3 separate regions of the Mus musculus genome follow, and all the other regions are linked to region 1. A link is a contact called in public HiChIP or PLAC-seq and Micro-C data. All regions are on one chromosome and are shown on one strand. The core of a region is the stretch at or near the end of the contact, and the rest is flanking DNA. Distances in the headings are between cores, read along the strand shown.

Evidence for each region. Hi-C and Micro-C count contacts between places; a contact is called where the count stands out from the background. HiChIP or PLAC-seq counts read pairs in DNA pulled down with a chosen protein or histone mark.
Region 2: a contact with region 1 is called in an H3K27ac HiChIP or PLAC-seq map of embryonic stem cells, with 2.2 times the contacts expected there. The contact joins two enhancer-like sites. A contact is called at or near these places in 4 of 484 Hi-C or Micro-C datasets (the N1E-115 cell line, cortical neurons, myocytes and 1 more), 2 of 115 datasets of contacts at active chromatin or transcription factors (differentiating embryonic stem cells and embryonic stem cells) and 2 of 9 other capture datasets (embryonic stem cells and embryonic tail).
Region 3: a Micro-C map of embryonic stem cells shows a contact between it and region 1, with 2.3 times the contacts expected there. The contact joins two enhancer-like sites. A contact is called at or near these places in 1 of 484 Hi-C or Micro-C datasets (embryonic stem cells), 2 of 115 datasets of contacts at active chromatin or transcription factors (both in embryonic stem cells) and 1 of 9 other capture datasets (embryonic trunk).

What each region holds. Positions count from the first base shown.
Region 1 is chr14:78,287,908-78,292,193 of GRCm38.p6, reverse strand. The region is part of intron 2 of Tnfsf11 (tumor necrosis factor (ligand) superfamily, member 11); the gene reads left to right. Among named protein-coding and RNA genes, the nearest start is that of Tnfsf11, 18 kb to the left of the region's middle. Within about 2 kb of position 2,288, at least 27 of the 459 cell types and tissues checked have an H3K27ac peak or open chromatin away from gene starts, as enhancers often do. A contact at or near this core is called in embryonic stem cells, where this site is marked.
Region 2 is chr14:77,625,528-77,630,267 of GRCm38.p6, reverse strand. All of the region lies in intron 13 of Enox1 (ecto-NOX disulfide-thiol exchanger 1), which reads right to left. Among named protein-coding and RNA genes, the nearest start is that of Gm52115, 31 kb to the right of the region's middle. Within about 2 kb of position 3,332, at least 19 of the 459 cell types and tissues checked have an H3K27ac peak or open chromatin away from gene starts, as enhancers often do. A contact at or near this core is called in embryonic stem cells, where this site is marked.
Region 3 is chr14:77,516,322-77,520,833 of GRCm38.p6, reverse strand. All of the region lies in intron 7 of Enox1 (ecto-NOX disulfide-thiol exchanger 1), which reads right to left. Among named protein-coding and RNA genes, the nearest start is that of Gm6994, 12 kb to the right of the region's middle. Within about 2 kb of position 1,708, at least 45 of the 459 cell types and tissues checked have an H3K27ac peak or open chromatin away from gene starts, as enhancers often do. A contact at or near this core is called in embryonic stem cells, where this site is marked.

The DNA of each region.
Region 1 (4,286 bases), core at 1,039-3,538:
CATCTTGGCTGCCCTGGGACTCCTACTCATAGAGTATCACGAACAGGGCTGGGAGACTGTGAAAGCCATCCTTTTGTGAGGAGGCGGTGTTTGGTGATGTAGAAAGCTCTGCTAGTTAGTGTATGGCTGGCATTCTTGTTGCTGTGGACACAGCAAAGCAAAGGCACGCCACACTCCTCCGTTGAGCCCCTGCATACCCCCCCTCCCCTTTAAAAATGCGTAGCATAATAGAAGACACTTTAAAGTTGGGCTTTTACGAAGACTAATACCGCTGTCATAAGGCATTTGCTAAATCAAAGCCCAAGGAGACCTTTAACCACTGCAGAAGCTTCCTCATTTAAACCATGAAGGTTAAACAATAAAAACTAATTTTCTATTCCCAGAGTACCCATTGCCCTTCCAGGAAAAGCATCACTCTTCTTTATGAAAACAAGGACGCATAGCTCCTCGGGCGGGCTCTCGGTGTAGAAAGTACATCAGCAGTTGTAGAACGTCTCTTCTGCTCACTCCTGGAAGAAATGGTACCCATGTGGCCGTCACGGCCAAGTTCTTCACCAGGAGCTTTCAAAGACGTCCATGGCATTGGCTCAGAGAGCAGGAGGAGGTCCGACCCTCAGGTTCAGTGGGTTAGAAACCCCTTCTGCCTTTGCCCTCTCCTTCTTTTCCTGAGCTGCTGGACTTCATCCCTCCCTCATGGGGATGGTGAGGAGTTGTGTTCATTCTGAGAGCTCTCCCGGGGCTAAGGTGAGGGGCATCTCTGGTGACAGAAGAGGGCTCTACAGTCTTAGCTTTGGGGACTCAAGGACTCCACCTAAGGACCTGCACCATCTTAACTAAGGACAAATAACCATCTCTCTCTGGGTATGAGCTTTAGGGTCAGGGAGAGCCGAGATAAGGATTCTAAGTCCTGCTCTGGCAGGGGTTGTACAGCGACACGGTAGTTGCTCTTCCAGTTCTTGGAGGTGAAAAAGCTTTGTGCCTAAAGATGACTCACTGAAGGTACCACTAGGGCATTCTGGCTAGGTACAAGACCAAACCAGGAACGATACACCTTGCAAGTCAATGGGGAACCAAAACAGAAACAATATTCCTTGCATGTTAAGGGTTCTTTTTGCATTTAAGGCAGTTAAAAATAAGTTCCTGTTTGTCCTATGTTAAGCCCTTGCAAATTAAGGTTTCTATTTGTAATTAAGAATAGGTTTCTGTTGATAAGTTATTTCTCCGCTGGTCAAATGAGCCAATTCCAGCCAGATTAGATTATATTAAAGAAAGGTTTGTTGGGAAGCTACTCTTGGGCGAGTTCTCTGGCCCCTGGGAAGGAGGCCAGGGAAGTCGCCATTGGAAGAGAGAGAGGAGAGGGGGGAACTAAAGAGAGAAAGTGTGCATGAACAGAGAGAAGGGGAGAGAGAGAGAGAGAGAGAGAGAGAGAGAGAGAGAGAGAGAGAGAGAGAGAGAAGAGAGGGAGGAGAACAAAATGTGTGGATTATATAGAGAAGAGCCCCTAAGGGAAGGGCAGCCCAGCCCCTGGGCTGGAAAGTTCACGGTTGGGGGCAGAGTATGCCAGCTAGGGACTGAGGGATGCTGGGAGAACCTGGAGGCCAGGTCTGCTTTGGTGTGTAAGATAAGCATCTCAGTCCCTTGACCCAGGATCTGGAACCAAGCACCCATTTCTTAAATCTGATGTAAACTGCAACCCCGTGTACGTGATGTACACTGTACCCTCGTTCCATCCCTATCATTCTTTCTAACAATGTATATAATAGCCAACTCTCACCCCTGTGAACACCTTACCTCTTCTTAAAAAAAAAAAAAAAGGAATTTCATGAGGCCAGCAGGGGCTGCTCTCTTGAATCCTGAGACTTAGGGTGAGTCATCTGGCTGACGAGTTCGTGGTGCATCCCAAACTACAGCTTGCTTGCTTTAATTGGACAATCGTGGATTTGGTCTTTTCTCCTCAAGATTCTCAGGTTTAGCAAAAGGAGCAGCAGGTATCAATGGTGCCCATGAATGGGAAGCCAGGTTCTGGCACCCGGCACCATCAGAAGCAGCTCCACACAGTACTGCCGGCATCTACCCACAGTGCTGCCAGCATCCTTGAGGGAGGAGGTGGCCCACAGGGGAGGAAGAGCTATGAAGCCAGGCAGTCAGCTCAGTTAACAGCTTATTGCTTTCTCTACACCCAAAGACTTCAGATAGCAAGTGTTCCAGTTTTCCCCTTGACCAAAACAGTTTCTAAGTCTTAAGATGTGGAAGGACAGTGGGATACGCCTTGCAAAATTCCTATCTCCTAATCGTGTACTTGGTTGCTTTGGCAACCAGCTCCCATCCCTTGAGTTATCTCATTGGCATGAATAGGTCTGGTTGAAAAAGGTTTATGAATAACAGAAGATGCTCCTATCCCCCCTCTCCCTCCCTCCCTTCCTCCCTCCTTCTCTCTCTCTCTCCCTCTCCCTCTTCCTCCTCGTCCTCGTCCTCCTCGTCCTCCTCGTCCTCGTCGTCCTCCTCCTCTTTCTTCTTCTTCTCTCTGTCTCTCTGTGTCTCTCTGTCTCTCTCTCTCCCTCCTCCTCCTCCTTCTCTCTCTCTCTCTGTCTCTCTCTGTCTCTCTGTCTCTGTCTGTCTGTCTGTCTGTCTGTCTCTCCCTCTATCTATCTTGCAATATCACAGAGGCCCAGTCGTGAGGGGGCCTTATAAACCTTAGGACTGTACTTGTTCCTGAAGTCACCAAGTGATTTCAAGAAGAGGAGGGACAAGTTCCCCTTGTACTTAAGATGCTTTTTCCTGCCACCATCCATGCATCTGTCTGTGGCACAAAGACTGTGAGATTAGGTAGGAAGAGGCAATTGTCTTCCTGAGGAGTGATGGGATCTTGATGCTGCAGCCTGGGCCCGGGAGGAGGAGATAGGATTTCTGAGCTATTTACCAAGTAGAAGTCCACAGGACTTCCCAGCAGGAGTGGGAAATGGACTATTCATTTCCAGAAAGAGCCGGGAGTGTGGCATTCAAGTGCTAACTGGCTGATGAATGCACTATTCTTGTAACTAGGTTGGAGAAGAATTACATGAAGGGTATCATTAAGATGTTAAAATGAATGCATTACATATGTTAACAAGTGTATGAACCCTGTATTATATCTGGCAAGCGGGGTGTTAAATCCTTGTTCAACCAGCCAGATGTCCCTGCAGCTGCTGTGGTATTGCAGAGGGAGGCAGCCACCTGAGACCCTTGCTACTGACTGCTGCGATAGTGTCTAGTGTCGGGAGCATCTGGCTGTACAAATTGCTTCTCCCGTGATTTGATTGACAGGTACCAATGGATCACGTGATTCCTATCACAGTCCAAATGGGATTTCAGACTGATAAACCCAGACTCCAATAACTTGACCTTTTACATGGAACCTAGGCAGCTGGGACATATATTTTTATTATTTAGAAGGATGGTATCCAGATTGCAGTCAAACAAACATAAAACCAATTTAATCTTATATACTCGGGGTCTTGTTCCTAGTAGTTAGTTATTTGGCAGTTTGTAAAGGCGGTTTAGAAATTGGTTGGAAGTGTTGAAATCCCTAGAGCCAGCCAAGGACTTTCAAGTACAACTCAGAGTTTGGTATTTATTCTTACCAGTGTGGCCTCCCATAAGTGGGCCCAACTTCTCAAGATGAGCAGCTATTTCCTGGGTTTGGAAAAAAAAAACCAACAAAAAACCAACCCTCCTAAATCATTTAAAAGGCCATGCAGGGGTCTGAAGGGAGCTAGGTCCTAGGAGACTGGATGCTTTCGCTATCACACTCCTGGGAACCACACTCTTTTGGATGTCCTGTTTAAGAAAAGTCGCACAAAGTCAAGACCACAGTTACACAATTGATCTTTTGTATGCCGTGCTCCCTGGAGGAGAGATTGTGAAATCCCAGCATTTTTTCCTATGAGTTAAACTACAGTTGAAATTAAGAAAAAAAATCAAATCAGTTGTTTTCATGTCTCTGCAGATGTACTCTGACAGAAAAGATGAAAAAAATTAATGTAATCTACTTTGACAGAGCACTCAGTGTTGAAACTTCCCCATTGGAAAACCTGGGACTGTCAATTGGGACAATGTCCACTAGGTGGCACTGTGTCCGAACATTTATCCTTGACTTGGCTGCAATTTTGGGGGGGGATGCCCACTTTATTCACTTTCCTCTTTTCCTTCTGTCTTGTTCCCTTTCCTTGTTCTGTTAAAGGAAGCTGTTATCGTTTTGGCCTAAATTATGCTTATCTAAAAATGAATACATCTTTTTGAAAAGACTA
Region 2 (4,740 bases), core at 2,083-4,582, 660 kb after region 1:
CCAGTGGAGGGGAAAGAAAGGCCTTTGCTCCAGGGAGAGCTGGAGAGAAAGTGGAAGTGACCTAGGGGCAGACAGTGCATCCTAGAAACGGGTTTAATAAGGACTCAGTGGACTCTGGGAGTGGGTGCCTAGGTGGATGGGTGAGGCTGGGGGAGGAAGGGATAGGCCTTCCCAAGTCTGTGGACATGCAAGCAGCCACTCCTCCAGTCCACAGCTGCCTCCCCTAGCAAATGATGACTGACTTTTCTTTAGGAATCTTCCCCAGTAAAAGGCATTATTTTCCTTTCCTGATGCATGCTCTACCTTGCCCATGCACACTCGCGCGTGCACACACACACACACACACACACACACACGCACGCACATGGTACCATTTTCTTAAGAAGCACAGCCATCCACCAGTCCTCTATGCCTCTTCTTGAGCTCTGCTTTAGAAACTGATCTCTGGCTCTGCCCAGCCCAGCTGCACTTACTTTGAGAAAGATTACACGCAATCTCATCCCCACTTGGTTCTGAGCAGCCTCTTACTCTGCCTACCCCTCCCCCATGACCCCCTCCACCTCCCCTCCCACTGTAAGAAGTGTCACCTCAGTGTAACAGGGTCTGGAGGCAGATGTCTAATGTGACCTATAAAATGTTCTGCCAGTCTTGTTGTTCATTAGTTTGGGGCACTTGATTTCTGTTAGTCCCCCCTTAATGGCATCTCTGTCAGCGAGAGCTCCCTGTCTCAGCTTCAGCCACTGGCCATGGCCTTCGAGGCATCTCTGCCCTCTGTGCTATGCTCCCTTATTTCCTTAATTTCTCTCCTGGTCTACTCTGGATGCTACCATTTTCTCTCCTGCAACGCAACGACTGAGTGATGTTAAGAGTCCTCCAGGCTAAGTCTCCATTCTCCTGATCCCTGCGCCCTATCTTGCAATACTTTTCTTAGTAGCTATCTTTCCCACCATGACTGGCTTCTGGTTCTCACTCTGAGGAGGTCAGATTGAACTTCTAGAACTAAGCGCCGTTGAACCCTGGCCTTTGGCCTGGTCAGTGCCACGGGAGAGGAGGTCCCTCACATGGGCAACCTCTTCCCAGACTGTTCACAGGCAGCAAGAGTCTCCCTATAAAAATGTGACATACTTGTTCTCCTCTCTGATTAGCAACACAGGGGGACAGTCTTGGCTGTTCTAGAAGAGAGGAAACGTAAGAACTGTGGCCCTGGCCTATACCAGGTCTTTCTGTACCCACCCATTTCAAGTGGCCTTTCCTGCACCAATTGGTGCAGACTGTGAATGCGGCTGATGCGGGCAGTTCGTTACCTGGTCCTTGCAAACTAGACTGACATCACTTCCTCCATTCTCTTGCCTTTGACCAACCTCTTCCTGTACATCACACATTTTGATCTTTGACTATGGCGTTACTTTCTCTCTCTCTCTCTCTCTCTCTCTCTCTCTCTCTCATCCTGTTACCTTGTCTTATCTTGCTCTTTCCCTTCCCACCTACCACAAAGAACCATTGACCCTCATGTTAAAATCCCTCTCCATCCTTTGTACCTCAGAATCCCCCGTGTAGTGGTTTGATAACAGGACTGGACATTAGCTCAGAGCATGGCTATGCGTACCAGGTTCCCCAGGTGATCCTGTGTGTAGCCCAGCCTAGGTTGTTCATCTATACCTCCTGTTAATAATTTCTGCTATTACAGTGCAAGGTATTTTCAACTTGCCATAAATCCTTTTATTGAATCTTTCCCCATAATCTTATTTAGAAGAAAAAGAAGAGGAGGAGGAGGAGGAGGAGGAGGAGGAGGCGGCGGAAACTAAGAGTAAGCTGCCCTTAAGAAATCTCATGCCAGGCGTGGTGTCGTATGCCTTTAATCCCAGCACTCGGGAGGCAGAGGCAGGCGGATTTCTGAGTTCGAGGCCAGCCTGGTCTACAAAGTGGGTTCCAGGATAGCCAGGGCTATCCAGAGAAACCCTGTCTCAAAAAACCAAAAAAAAAAAAAAAAAAAAAAAAAAAAAAAAAAAAAAAAAAAAAGAAATCTCATGGCTGAAGAAGGGATAAGCTATCCCAGAGACAATGCTAAGTTGCACCAAGGAGTCTGACTTGTTCTGGCCTCCATGCTGGTCTGCACTCCACTGGGGACACCAGTTCTTGGTCTCGCATGTTCCTTTCTCAGCTGCTCTAAAGCCTTTGTCACCTGAACAACAAATATTCTTTTCCAAACAGCCTCCAGGTGAGTCTGGCCCTCCTCAAGCTCACAGAATGCAGAGTCTGTGCAGAAGATCGGGGGAGGACTGTTAGAACGCTGGGTGTTTCTAAGTTCAGTCTTCTAAGAACACTGCTTTCTAGTGCCAGAGTGTGAGCTCCCAAGAAACCTGGCTTGGACAGCTCCATCTTCTCCGAGTCCTTGGCCAGGAGGAGCAGGGTGCATTTTATAAACTGTCTGCATGGCCACTTTAGCTGCCTTTCTTCCATTGAACAGAGTAGTTCAGGCATTAAAACTCTTTTCCTATTGGGTATGATAACAACTTTCCCTGAATCCTCACCCAGACAGGTGGGTTTTTTTTTTTTTTTTTTTTGAGTTTCTGATGGGTATAATTTTTCAGATACTAATGTTCCACTCTCCCCACAAAGGCCCTTGCGAGTGCTGAATCCCCAGTTCAGCACAATTAATCACACACTAAATGCTTTTAAAGTGTGCTACTTTATTTTTTTTAATTGAGAACTAGAGCTGTTTGGGCAAGTTTATTAGGTGACCTTGATTAAAATAAAGAGGTCAGAAGTGGAACAGGCTTCAAACCCAATCAATGGTATTCTTTTTACAAAAAAAAAAAAAAAAAAAAAAAAAAAAAAGGAAAAAAAAAAGACTTCCTTCCAATTAAGCAGGAATTAGCATGAAATATTTTGTTTCTGAGAGGTTAAAAGAATTCCTTGGAGGAGGCCCTCTCTTGTTACTCGGCTTCTTATTGAACACAAGAGAAAGTGCTGTGGAGAGCTTCTATAAAGGGCTTTGTTAACACAGGGCTGATGATCCGGCATCAATTAGAATATTCCTTAGGAGCCTAAATGTTACATGGCAGGGGCTGAAAGAAAGAGTCTAATTTAAATGTTAATTTCTATTTGAAAAGCCCAAGGACCTAGCAACTTTCACACTCCCCCCCCTCAAAAAATTTAAAAAAAAAATCAACTATAGATGTATTTTTCATCTGTGGTAATTTTACCCTACCTCTCATTTCAACCTCGCTGTTCTTTGTCAGCTTCGTCCTTTACCTTCCCCTGTTTGCTCAGGATTTAATGACCTGAAAGGACAGCTCATTCATTCAACCCCGCGGAGTTACATATGGAGCCTCTGATACACAGTTAGGAAAGCGGAATGCCACAGAAAAGAGGGGAAGTAGTCTGGGGGACTGCCTCGTACTTCTGAGGAGCAGTGGATGTGAGAGAAATGCCATCATTCTCTGTACACCCCGCCTATACTGCCGTCCCTGTCGCTACTGGAGTGCAGGTGACATGGACTCTGTGAAGGAGAGAGGCACTAGTGGGTCAGAGATGGAAAGGTGGAGGGGCAGGACGAAAGCTCAGGAGGTAAAGAAAGGGCTTGCCTTGTGAACATGAGGCCCTGAGTTTTTATCTCTGAGAACCTATGTTAAAACAAGCAAACAGAGAGGTATTTCACTGCATGCCTGTGACCCCTACACATGGGGAGACATAGATGGTTAAATCCTTGGACCTCTCTGGCTAGCCAACCAGCCCGGCATACTGGGTGAGGTTTATGCCAGTGGAGGGTGGAGGTGAGGGGCAAACAAACCAAAATGGATGATGCCTGAGGACCAACTGCCAAGGTTGTCCTCCGGCCTCTATGTGTACATGTGGGAAGCCACATGTGCCGTTGCAGGGTGGCGCTGGCCACCACACATACATAGGCAGTAAAGTTTTTTGCCAAGAAGAGGTTTTGAGAATTAACCAATCAGATGAGAGACAAGTTAACCAATCAGATGAGAGATAAGTTAACCAATCAGATGAGAAAGAAGTTAACCAATCAGATGTGAGACATGCAAATGAGGTGGTAAGCATAACCCATGCATAACCAATCCGGGTGTGAGACATGCCTCTCCTAGGCCTATATAAGCAGCACCAGTTCTGGGCTTGGGGTCTCTTCGCCTCTGCAATCAAGCTCTCCCAATAAACGTGTGCAGAAGGATCCTGTTGTGGAGTCTGCTTTGCTGGCGAGTAAGGGCACGCACAAGATGTACACTTATACAGACAGAGTTGGGGGAGGGGGTTGGAAGCCTGATACCAATTCTCAGACATCAGACTTGGGACAAATCATGAAATGTCCCTGAGATCTCAGGGTCCTTATCTGAAAAATATAAAAATATTGTGAAGTATATGAAAATCATAGTCTTTGCTTTCATCATCTTTGGCTCAAGATGAAGATTTAAAATGTCCCTCTGAGAGATAAGAAATTAGTTCTTAGTTGTAGTTTCTTATCTGTCCAATAAGCCCACTGTAAACAATGCTGGGGCACCTGGAGAGAAAAGGACCCTGTAGTGGGCACAAGGGTGAGAGGCTCTCCCTTCTCAGGAGGGCCCGCCCTGTATCAGCTTAAATGCCCACAAAGGTTTCTCTGGTGTTCACAAAGTTGAGTTGAGCAAACATTTTTCAGACTCTCTCATTGCTCCCCGTTTCTCGGCTGGCTTTTGGTAGTAACTGTGACTGCACAGCAAAGCACAACTGTGTGGATTCTCTCCTAGG
Region 3 (4,512 bases), core at 459-2,958, 770 kb after region 1:
TGATGAAGTAGCTTGCCCCAAAGGAATTAAATCGGAGCAAGTTGACCTCACTGCAGCCCAGCTAGACAGTGGCAGATAATCAGCCATTCCTGATCTTCAGGCTCGCTCATGTATGTTCCACAAGAGAAGAGCAAGCCCAGGAGGCTCTTCACCCTCTTGGATCTGTACCCACTAGCGAATGTCTTTACCAACCTTGTGCCATGGATCAAGGCTCAATGACCTTTCTTCTAACTTTCTGTATGAACTCAAGGAAATCGTGCAAGACCTGTGTGAACCTTGACACATTTCTTACTAACCACTTGTCTCAAGACCTTAATATACATTTCTCTGCTTTTTGAATTTGCTTGACCCATTTTTATTTACCAAATCTTCACCCCTTTTCCCAGCTCTATCTCACACCACGAATGAAATCTGTCCCAAATTGAATTTGCCCAACATACTTACCTACCCTTGTCTCAGACTCTGTCCTGGGTGCCAACTGCCAAGGTCTAGCCTCAGCTTGGAGAGGGGGAGAAGGGATGTCTGGGAGCAACGAAAACAAACAACTTGAAGTCAAATCGTGGGTCCAAGCTGGTGGCCTTGTTCTCTCTGTTCAGTTTTATTTCTGATCTGCTTTCTCTAGAGGTGTCTGCCTGAAACAGTTCTCCAAGTCTCTCCAGTTCTCTCTTGCTATGCTAAAAACTTTCCCTGGCTAGCTCACAACCTAGGAGCAAAAACTCCGTCTTTTATTTTACATAATTTTACATATTAATGCAGTCATTTACTTCGGGTTTCCCTTTGGTTATCCTATGAATTAGCCTCCCTAGACCCAAGCTCCTTAATTTTTAGGCTATAGCAAACACACATTTTCTCTAAACCTTGCAAAAGAATTAGGAGATCTGCCTGCCTCTGTTAAGCTGGGTGGGACCCAGTCCTAAAATTACCATTTCTACCACACCTTGGTCCTGGATTCAGTATGTCCCAGGCTGACCTTGAATTCAGGAATCTGCCTGCATTTGTATAAGCCTGTCTTTGAATCTTTCTGAAAAGCTGGCTCATTAATGCAGCTGCCTTTGTTCCTTTATATTCCTGAAGCCCCTCATATAATTCATACTACATCTTTATATTTTTTTGCATATTTGACAAATTATATGTTTTCAAACTCATGATTTTAGAGTTCTTTGCTACTGGCTGGGCTGAGTGAAGGTCTCAGCTTTTACCATTTTGCATTTAAGCCACACCTTTGCTTCCTGGACTCCAGCTGTGTGATTATCATGGTGTCATTAATGTTAATAGGAAGGACTTCCTTTAAAGGAGGAATGTGTAATATATACATTATTATACAAATAGGCCTTAAGCCCTTGGCAGCCTTTGACTTGTGGAGGCCCACAGCCACTGACACGTGGAAGTCTCCTCGTGTCTGCTGTCCCTATTCCAGGGGCAAGAACTGCCCCCACCTAGGCCATGGCGGACAGACTCCTCTTTCTTTCTGTCATTTTTCTTAGTTTGTCTGGGAATGGGTGACCTAGAACTCCTTATGTAGATAAGTCTGTCCTCAGACTTACAAGAGTTAGTCCCAACTCTATCTCTTGAGTGCCGAGACTGAAGTGTGCTTTTTGTTTGTTTTTGTTCTGGTTTTGGCTTATGGTTCCTCTGGAGGTCTAGAGTCCATTGTGGTGGGGCAGAAACAGAATACTGACAGGAGCAGGAAACTGCCTGTTCTATTTCTGTCCACACAGGAAGTGGAGAGAGCAAACAGGAGGTGGGTTGAGGCAATAAAACCCTCAAAACCAACCCTCAAAGGCGTGGTGGCCCACGCCTTTAATCCCAGCACTCAGGAGGCAGAGGCAGGTGGATTTCTGAGTTCGAGGCCAGACTGGTCTACAAGGTGAGTTCCAGGCCAGCCAGGGCTACACAGAGAAACCCTGTCTCAAAAAAAAAAAAAAAATCACTTCATTCAGTGAAGCTGTATCATTCAAAACCTCCCCAAACAGACCACCAACTGGTAACCTAGTGTTAAAATACCTGAAGCAGTAGAGGACAAGTCTCCTTCAAACCACCTACTTCAGAAATGTACGCTTATCACCTGTCATGCTAATTCCTGTTTCTCTGGTTGCTTGTATTGTATTGTATAATACAATATCATTTTGAGCCTCTGGTAACATTGTGGTGTATGAATAACTATATCAGCACACTGTCCCAGTGTCCTCGAGAGGAGGATAAGTAACTGTGCAGAGTGGAACGAAACTGGCACAACAAGTGCATGAAATCTGGCACACAAACCCTGAACTCTAAGTCAAGGGCCTGTCTGGTTTCGGAATCTGGAGACTGAGAGATGTTTCAATTAGTTAGAAAATGAAAACAAAAGAGAATTTGAAGCAGCATCTCTGAGAGAGAGAGAGAGTCCCTCCACTGCACGCCGTGCTCCCTACCTGCCCTGAATCATGCCTGGGTCAGAGAATCTCACCACCACCACAAGAGAAATTGGAGAAGTTGGCTGCTGGGAGCATTGTTTTCCTATTAAATGAGAGCCTTGTGCAGTTTATCAGCAGAGTGCCCTGAATACCCGTGAGCAGAGGATGCGGTGGGTGGCAAGGTTCCCGGGAGGTATTTGTTACCTCAGACCCCACCTTTCCTTTCAAGCCTTGGAGCCCAGCAGTACAAAGAATCCAGCAGGTCACAGGAGAGATACACGAGGGAGGGGCTGGGGTCAGAGGTCAGAGTGACAACTGCATAGGCAGAAAAAGGGATTCCCCCAATTTCACTGCAGAAAAGTCCCCATGGTAGGCAAGACCATCATGTGTCATGGTTGCCAGATACTTCTCCCTGTTTCCACCCTACCTGAGCTGAGGGTCCATAAAGTAGACGTTATGCTGTCTGTATGCCCTTCCAAAGAGGTACCTAAACTTGTCATGGCAAAGAGGAAACCGCGATTGGCCCTTCCCCTTCGTTTCTTCTCGACTTCTGCACCATCTGATCGATTTCCAAGGCTGGACTCCTAGGACCCGTGGTTATTCTTCACGCTCCTTATACTCCACATGGACTCCCTAATGTTTCAATGATCATAATAAATGCCTCTGGAGGCCCTTCACATGGCTGCATCTCCAATGCCAGGATCATGACTATCATTGCGTTATTTTATTATTGTCTCTTGTCTGTGCAACTGTTACAGCCTTGTATCTGACCACCTGTTGCCAACTTTCCACAATTTTTAAGTGCAGTGGCTATCTCTGTATGTCACCACGGCTGCACTTGCCACTCTGCGGTGTCACCCCAATGGCATCCATAACTATTAGAAACATCTCCCCTTACCCTGTTTATTTGTCTTTGCTTATTTCCTTATTCCCGTTTCTCCTTCGACTCTGCCACGTGGCGGTGAGGACTACATCTTGTAATCCCAGCATTCAGCGCAACATCTGGCTCAGTAAATCCCAGTTAAAGGGGCGATGCTCGAGGAGATGAAAGGATTTAACAAATGCCTCTTCATATCTGGGCACATTAAAGAGGATAAAAGGTGTCCCTTGGAGGATTAAACAACCCAAGAAGGGAATTATTTTAAAAAAAAAAAGTATAGTCTGAGAAAGCAGAGAAGAATGAAAATGAATGAAAACCACAGGGAAGGGGAGTAGATAATGAAGAAGGCGGTGAGGAAAGGCATTCACGTTATTCCTGCCATGAGCCAGAGAGTGAAACTCTCAGAGTGGCAGGAGCTTGCAAGGATGGGGAGCTAGGCATGTGTAAAGAGGAAAGAGCAAGGAACGAACACAGAGCATTGGAGGGTGCTAACAGCTACTCAAGGTATAGAGAAGAAGTCTCTCTTGCTTCCAAGGTGATCCCCGGTGAGGATGTGGCACTCCTTTGTCTGTGGCTCTCCACATAGCTAAGAGGGAGTACAATACGTTTTCCAGATACGACAGAGGGCATGCTAAGGAACTTGGTGTGAAAGAGTCACAGTGACTTAAACTAGCAACAGCTAAAGAAAGACTGTTGATATTAAGAAAGGAGATGCCACAAAGCAGAAGAGAGGAAGGGATAGTCTCATGACCAGAAGGCATCCACAAAGCCTCCTGTTCTCCCACTCTCCATCTAGCTGGCTTTGGAAAATAAACTAGGACAGACCTATTTACATTACAGTTCCACACGGACAGCATGAGGGCTCCTTTCCTGTGCAACACTCCCTGGTAGGCACTCCTACCCCTTAGGTGACTCCTCCCTGCGGCATGAAGACCTCAAGTCCTGTGAAGCACTCCCAGGTAGGGGCCTGCCATCTCCACCCAGACTTTCCATTATCCCCTCACCTCCCCTGCCATCTGAGAGTTTCAATGGGAGTTACCCCATAAGAGGAGTAATGCCTCTAGATACCACAGGCTATCCAGTAACAAGTCCAATGCCAGGGATTGGTTACTTCTTTTGGAATTGTTGGTCACTGGAATCCAGAGACCTTCCCCAAACCAAACATTACAGGGTATGCCATTGCTTTTGGTTACCCTCCAGAATCTAATGGTAAGACTTTGCTGAAGGCATCACATACTT